Regions from separate parts of the Mus musculus genome. Here region 1 is linked to region 2. The links are chromatin contacts, called in public HiChIP or PLAC-seq maps. All regions are on one chromosome and are shown on one strand. Each heading gives the region's core, a stretch centred on a gene start, on an enhancer-like site or on the middle of the called end of the contact. The rest is flanking DNA. Distances are from core to core; before and after follow the strand shown. Region 1 has its middle 21 kb from the start of Gm36169. Region 2 overlaps Hunk (hormonally upregulated Neu-associated kinase).

Evidence for each region. HiChIP or PLAC-seq counts read pairs in DNA pulled down with a chosen protein or histone mark.
Region 1: an H3K4me3 HiChIP or PLAC-seq map of embryonic basal ganglia shows a contact between it and region 2, with 4 times the contacts expected there. The contact joins two enhancer-like sites. A contact is called at or near these places in 2 of 484 Hi-C or Micro-C datasets (CD8 T cells and nephron progenitors), 4 of 115 datasets of contacts at active chromatin or transcription factors (embryonic basal ganglia, embryonic stem cells, forebrain and 1 more) and 1 of 9 other capture datasets (adipose tissue).

What each region holds. Positions count from the first base shown.
Region 1 is chr16:90,655,018-90,658,870 of GRCm38.p6, reverse strand. No RefSeq gene overlaps it. Among named protein-coding and RNA genes, the nearest start is that of Gm36169, 21 kb to the left of the region's middle. Within about 2 kb of position 2,185, at least 41 of the 459 cell types and tissues checked have an H3K27ac peak or open chromatin away from gene starts, as enhancers often do. A contact at or near this core is called in embryonic basal ganglia, where this site is marked.
Region 2 is chr16:90,406,645-90,410,348 of GRCm38.p6, reverse strand. All of the region lies in intron 1 of Hunk (hormonally upregulated Neu-associated kinase), which reads right to left. Among named protein-coding and RNA genes, the nearest start is that of Hunk, 22 kb to the right of the region's middle. Within about 2 kb of position 2,453, at least 42 of the 459 cell types and tissues checked have an H3K27ac peak or open chromatin away from gene starts, as enhancers often do. A contact at or near this core is called in embryonic basal ganglia, where this site is marked.

The DNA.
Region 1 (3,853 bases), core at 936-3,435, 250 kb before region 2:
AAGTTGGGGAGGAAAGGGTTTATTCAGCTTACACTTCCACATTGCTGTTCATCACCAAAGAAAGTCAGGACTGGAACTCAATCAGGTCAGGAAGCAGGAGCTGATGCAGAGGCCATGGAAGGATGTTGCTTCCCCTGGCTTGCTTAGCTTGCTTTCTTATAGAACCAAAGACTACCAGCCCAGGGATGGCACCACAGCTGGATCTCACAGAGGCATTTCCTCAAGGGAGGCTCCTTTCTCTGTGATAACTCCAGCTTGTGTCAAGTTGACATACAAAACCAGCCAGTACATTCATTAAAGTCACATCTGCATAAGGCCTGTGGGATTGGCAGATAGAAGACTTCCTGTTCTGCCTTGGGGATGTCCAAAGAGGTCTGAGGAGGGGCTTTATAGTGTTACAAGTAAAGAATGAGCTGTGAGTGACATCTATCAAGTTTGGGGGTGAAAAAGAAAGAGAGAAGTACACGGTCAAAGGGAGGGGGTGAGAGAGCCAGGGCCATAGTGGTGTGGCCAGGCATGAGGCGGGGGCTGGGCAAGGGCAAGCTATAAACTCTCCATTGAGATGCAAGTGTGTATCTAGGAGATGCCACCACTGATTGTCTTCCAGGGAACTAGACAGACAGACCAACCAGAGAGATCCAGCTCTGAGACATTTCTCCTTCCGTAGTTAGGCGTGGTTCAGGTTTTGTAACATCCTCTGGTGGAGAGTTGACCTCTGTACGCTTGGAGGCCTTGGTTGGAGACAGTGCTCGGGGATGTCTCACAGGGGCACTCCATAACAGGTTCGGGGTGCCTAGGCTGAGGGTGCCTCTCTTAAAATGAACTCTCACTTGTCCTTTGTCTCATCCTAGAAATCAGCTATACAACAACGGATGCTCCTGCACTGCCGTGGCTCTGAGCAGCCACCTCTCTGTGTGTCTTGTCAGCATCTATGAAACTGTTGCTGGCACTCCTAAGGATCCTGGGCTGCTGTCACAAATGTCACAAAAATGCCATAGACCAGGGGACTTAGAGAAGGGATATTTATTTATCAGAGTTCTGTAAGCCGGAAGTTCAAGATCAAAGTACCAGCATGCTTTGATCTTGGAAAGAGCGTTCATCCTGGCCTGCAGAGAGAGAGAAAGAGAGAGAGAGACAGAGAGACAGAGACAGAAACAGCGACAGAGAGCGACAGAGAGAGCGACACAGAGAGAGAGACAGACAGAAAGAGAGAGAGACAGAGAAAGAGACAGAGAGGGACAGAGAGAGACGGAGAGAGATTACTCACTTTCCTGGTCTGAAGAGAGAGTGCTTATCCTGGCCTGCAGAGAGAGAGAGAGAGAGAGAGAGAGAGAGAGAGAGAGAGAGAGAGAGAGAGACTATTATGTACTTATTTATTCCGTACTTATTTTTGTATACATGTGTAAGTATATGTGTGGGCGCATGCATGCTGTGCTGTAAGTGTGGAGTCAGAGGACAATGTCTCAGAATCAGTTCTCTCCCTCTACCACGTGGGCCCCAGGTATTGAACTCAGGTTTTCAGACTTGGCAGCAAGTGCCTTTATTTGCTGAGCCTTCTCACGGTCCCTAAAGTCTTCTCTTTTATGTCCCTAGAATACATCATGTTATTGGGGAGTTGATGACCTGTGTGTGTTGTATCCACGAGAGACAGAGACTATACATACTGGTTCCGAGAAGAGGTGATCACGGGTGGGTTTCCTTCACCACACGACGTCTGAGATGACTATCTGATCCCATGCACGTGACCCCAATTCCAAGGTCACCTGCTGAAGTCTCTGCCCACTTCCATTTTCTACAGACATCACTGTTAAATCACCTCCAGCCAGCCGGCCATTGTCAGAGCTGGCTTCAAGATGTGAGACTAGCAGGGGACAAGTGTTCCAAGTTCAAGCCCCAGGAAAATAAAAATAAGTAAATAACTGGACGCCAGATGGCCTGAAAGGGCAGAGCTGGAGCGCGGGATTAACTGGATGGTAATAAAAGCTGTCCCGGCAGCGTGTCATCGTTGGTGGGTTATTTATTAGTTCTTCCCTTTGGATACCAAATGTCAAACATGTTAATGAGCAGAAACCGAGCCTTCCCCTCCCAGCCGCTCTGGTGCCGGCTGCCAGCTCCATTGTCTCCCGCAGAGGGCCTGTCGGAGAGTTCTGCGTTCATATGTCGTGGTATGTGTACCATATTGCGCTTTAAAAGGCCAGATGAGGCTAACCGGGCCTAATAACCAGCCTGCCAATCATTGGGCTGTGTGGTATGTGAAGCCGCTTCCTCTGGAACCTTTGTTCTCACTTAGAATGGGCTTTCCTTGAGGCCTGAAAAGCCAGACAGGGATGTATGGTTTATTTCATCGGTGACTGCCTTGAATGGAAGAGGAATTTCTATCCATTTAGTGCTTATAGGGGCTTAGGGTGTGACAAAGGACAGCAATGAGAATGATGTTGCGTGTGTCAACGGTACTTTGTTTAAAACTAGTCTATTGACTGATTTACTCTCTCTCTCTCCCTCTCCCTCTCCCTCTCCATCCCTCTATCACACACACATAAGTTACTTTTAGCATGCATCAGACCCGTCTTGTTTTAATCTGGAAACTAAAATATAATGTTTGCCCTCACAAAACACCGTACAGACAATCCGTGACTTAGGATCGTTCCACTTACAGTTCTTTAGCACGGCGAAGGTGTAGACAAGATAAACACTCATCAGAAATTGCACTTTGAGGCTAAGAGGTGGTAGCCCTGAAATCCCAGTGTTTGGAAGGATGAGGCAAGAGGATCATTACTTCCAAGCTGTTCTGAGCTACATAGCAAGTCCCTGATCATCTAAAACAAAAACTGGGCTGGAGAGAGAGAGAGAGAGAGAGAGGGAGAGAGAGAGAGAGAGAGAGAGAGAGAGAGAGAGAGAGAGAGAGAGAGAGAGAGAGAGAGCTTGGTGGTATTGTACGTGCTATAGTCGGATGCCACAGCTGACATCTGAAACCTCGGCGGGTCTGTAGCAAGGCTGGCCTATTGCTCACGGTGTTGTTAAGGTAGCGGTTAGTCTGGTGTTTTGTGGGAATTCTAACAGAGAAGGTGAGTGTGTCTCTGACTCTTTTGCCTGCTCTTGGGCCTCTTTTCCTCCTGTTGGGTCACCTCGTCCACCCTCAGTATGAGGGCTTTTGCCTTGTCTTATAGTATCCTGTTTTGTCCTGTTTGGTTGTTGTATCTTGGTGGCCTGCTCTTTTCTAGCGGGAAGTGGAAGGGGAGTGAATCTGGGAACGGGGAGGTGGACAGAGCTTGGAGGAGTGGAGGGAGGGGAAACTGAGGCCTGCTGTATTGTATGAGAGAAGAATGTATTTTCGATAACAATAATAAAAAAGTGCTACCTCAATGTACATAGTGGGCCACAGGGGACCCAGGGGTCTTAGGCCTCCATTCGCACTGTGCTTCCTGACTGTAGATGTAGTGTGACCTGAGGACTCAGTCTCCTGCCACATGCCTACCCCATGTTGGTGTACTATACACCTCTAAACCATAATCCAAAATAAATATCACTTCTTTTAAATTGCTTCATGCTAGATATTTGGTCACCATGAGAAAAATAACCAGGACAGGAAAGCTGTGTGACCCTCCCAGTCAACGTAAGAAACACAACTAACTGGGTATGTGCGGCACAGGCTTGAACTCTCAACCCTCAGGAGGCTGAGGCAGGAGGACTGGGTGCTTCAGACCAGCCTGGGCTACAAAATCAAACCCTGATCTCAGAAGGCTGAGAAGAAGAGGAGTGATTGGGCCAAGATTGCAAATGTTCCATTTTTCCAGAGCAAAGCCCACGGAAATCCCTCTCTGGCATGCTCTAGTCGGTGGCTGGCAGAGTTTCC
Region 2 (3,704 bases), core at 1,204-3,703:
CTTTAGCCGAAGAGCACCCTTCTCTACTTTGTCTCTACCACGCATCTCTCCTCCACAGGGGCACTATGTCTCTCCACATTCTGATACTGCACCATTAGCCCAAGCACTCCAGCGGTGAAGACCTCCTAGGTGGGAGCTATGGGTTTGATTAGAAACATCTCCCACGGGCTCATGGGTTTGAACACTTAGTGCCCGGGTGGTGGTACTGTTCCTGGTGGCTTCGGAGACCTTAGGACGTGGACCCTCGATGGAAGAGATGAGTATCTGGGAGACAGGTCTTGAGGACACCCCAGGCTACTTCCACCTTGGATCTCTCCACTTCCTGGTCTGCTGAGAGATGAACAAGGTGCCTCATTGTCTGACTGCTACAGCTGGGAGTTACTCCCACCACCACGCCTTCCCCGGGAACCATGAGCATTGAGTCTTACTAAATGGTTTGCGTTAGGTAGTATGTCAGAACAAAAAACTAATGAGCTGAGCGGTTCAAAATCCACACCCCATATAGAGGCAGCCAAGCTACTCATAGAGAGCAAGAAACATGGAGGTCCTGGTCTGCGTCCATTGATTCAGCCATGGATGGAAGATATTTGGGAAAGGAAATCGGGGTCTGCCCTAGACATGTTCAAAGAGCATAGCAACTATTTGCATATCATTTGCATCTTATTAGCATGATAAACAACCTAGGAGAGATTGGGAGTGGAGGTGCCTAGGTTAAATGATATAGTGCATCAGTTTACTGCATATAAGTAATTTAATCGCTTGGTATCTATGGGGGATATCATAATAGTCTAAATCTGGACAAGAGACAGACAGACAGAAGGGAGACAGGGAAACAGACCATTACAGACCCAGCATCATCTGAGACTCCAAGAAGCTGGAAGAGAAGTCTAACTGGTGTCTTCCTCAGAAGGAACTGCCTGTGACACCCTAGAGACAATGTCTGTGGCTTAAGACACCAGGCCAGTAGACATTATCACAAGCAGCCAAGGAAAGATAGGACTACGCACCAAATGCTATTAGCAAGAACCACGGTTATAGTGGCAACACTTTGGAAGCCGCACAGAACAGCCTTTCTCATTTACTCACCTCATAGGGAAATTACCGATATTCATGGGCCACACAAAAGCATCCTATAATCAAATCTAAACACTTCTGGGAGCACCCTAATAATTTCACACATGTGCCCTTGAAGAGTTTCTAACGAACTTAAAATACTTCATTCTTTCAATAGGGATTTCTTTCCCCCTGAGATGAGAGAGTGGATTCACCACAGAGCCCAGGCTGGTTTAGCACCCCTGGCAATCCTCCTGCCTCAGGCTCCTCTCATTCTTTAGAGAGGAATCCTTCCCCTCCCGCTACCCAATCAGACAGCCCTGCGCTTTCTATCACAGAACCAAACCAGGGCCTGATGAGCAAGCTCCGTTCCTTCCACCATGAGGATGCTGTGTCTAGGAACAGGCGCTGCAGCATTTGGACCTGATGAATTTATCATAGAGCAGAGTGAAGTGAGGGGAAGGCTGTGAGGGGAACCCAAAAGCTTCCTGCATGAAGAAGGAAGAGGTGGGAGGATCTAGTTCGAAAACCCTCTCAGTAACCAGCCAAAGTTGTCCGCTGTGACGGGTGCAACGACTTTGGCATTCGGAGCGTGTAAGCACGGTGTCTGTCTGCTGCTATCACAAAACCCTGAGCAGCTTAGACGGCAGAAATGCACTGTCTCCCAGTTAGAAGGGTCAGAAGCCCACAATGCAAACAGAGTGGATTTCTGCTGAGGCCTCTCTCTCTCCCCAGCTGTAGATGGCTACCCCGAGTCTCTTCTTCCTCTGGTCTTGTCTCTGTGTGCGCACATCTCTACCCAAGTTTCCTCTTTTGGAAGAGAAGGCACTGCATTGGATTAGGGCAGTCCATATGATTCCAGTTTTCCTTCCTTCTTAAAGACAACCTGAGATACATTCAGAGGTACTAAGAATTCAGACTGTAATAAAGCAATTTTAGCGGGGGGGCCAACTCAGCCTTGACAAATGCAAATGCAAGACTGGAGAGGGACCAGGTGTCCCCCTCCGTCATCTGAGCTTCCCTGTACACATGCCCAGAGTGACAGTCCCCAGCAGCCACCTAAGCACACAGAGCCCCAGCTCTCAAGCCTTTCTGGAAGGCAAAGCCTTGCTGAGTGACTGGGCTTGCTCCTGGGCACAGGGAGGCACCAGGGAGACGCGGCCCACGCAGCTGCGTGTGATAAATCAGAAGTTGCATTCGCAACACCAAAATGTTCCTCTGTCACAAAGAGATGGATGAGCCTCTCAGGTTACACACCAAAGGAACCCAAAACCACCAAATTCCTTTCCCAGAAAGAAAGAAAGAAAAAAAAATCCCAGTTCAGAGGCTCTGCCTTTCCATTCTCTCCCCTTGCATGTCACCGTCACAGCCCTGATTAAACTGTCACCATGTTCATTCATCCATGGACGGAACCATGCGGAGTGAGGGGGGCTGAGCAGCACTTTGAGATTTTTCTTCATCAAATACACAGACTGAGGTCTCTCACACCTTGTTTGAATTGTGTCTGGAACTCCTGCCACACTACAAGTCTGAGCCCTGAGTCCCTCCAGTATCCTGGTGAGTGAAGACTCAAGAGAGAAGGCAGCAGGTCAGAAGGCCCACGGCGGTTTCTTTTAGACTCTGTTTGTTCCAGAAGATGGGGTATGTCCGGTCTGTTGGACAGTGAGCAACACACACTGAACATGGTTCCCTTCCAGAGTCTCCCCCCTCCTTCGCTGCCTATTCTAGAGGAAGCCACAAAATAGGCTTTGCCAAAGCAGAGAGAGGCCAGGACTGACACTGGCCGGTTTTTACTTACAGTTTGATAAAGCTGTGTTCCTAACACAGCTGAGCTGTCTCTAATTTGTAAAAAGCCCACACAGGTGGTTAGCACAAACTCTACATGTAGAAAGTACCTATAGATGTTTGAGTTGGAAGGAGGGGGGAGGAAAAGAAAGAAGGAAGGAAGGGAGAGAAGGAGGGAGAGAGAGAGGGAAGGATGGAGGAAGGGAGAGGGGGAAGGAGGGAGGGAGGGAAGGAGGGAGGGAGGGAGGGAGAGAGGGAGGGAGGGAGGGAGGGAGGGAGGGAGGGAGGGAGGACAATGGCCCAGCAGAGAAGAGCACTGGCTGCTCTTATACAGGAAGGACCTGAGTTCGGTTCTTAGCACCCATACTAGAAAGCTCACACCCACTTGTAATGTCAGCCCCAGGGGATACGATGCTGCTTTCTGGCATCTGCAGACACAGGCATTCACATACACACATCCACAGAGAGACACACATGCATGCTCACAACTACAAAAGCAGAAAGGAGTTCACCACCATAGCTGTGTGTCTTGTTTTCGTCCAATTACAATTGGGACAGTTCCCCAGTGTTGACCACTCTGACACTTCAGTCTCTCTGCCAAATGGTTTTTCACTTAAAAAATAAATAAAATAAAATTATTTAACCATACTTAATTTTATACATAGCCATACATTCTATGTATTAAGTAATACTATAGCAAACTGATTTGATGTCATTTTAAACAGAACAAAAAGGGGAAAGAGTTCAGGCTACCTTATCGTAAATGACTTTTTGGTAGAGAAATATTAAAACAGCAGACTTCATCAGAAGGGTGCCTTTTCCAGGGGTGCAGACAGAGCGTCATGGTGCAGGGACGAGGGAACCAG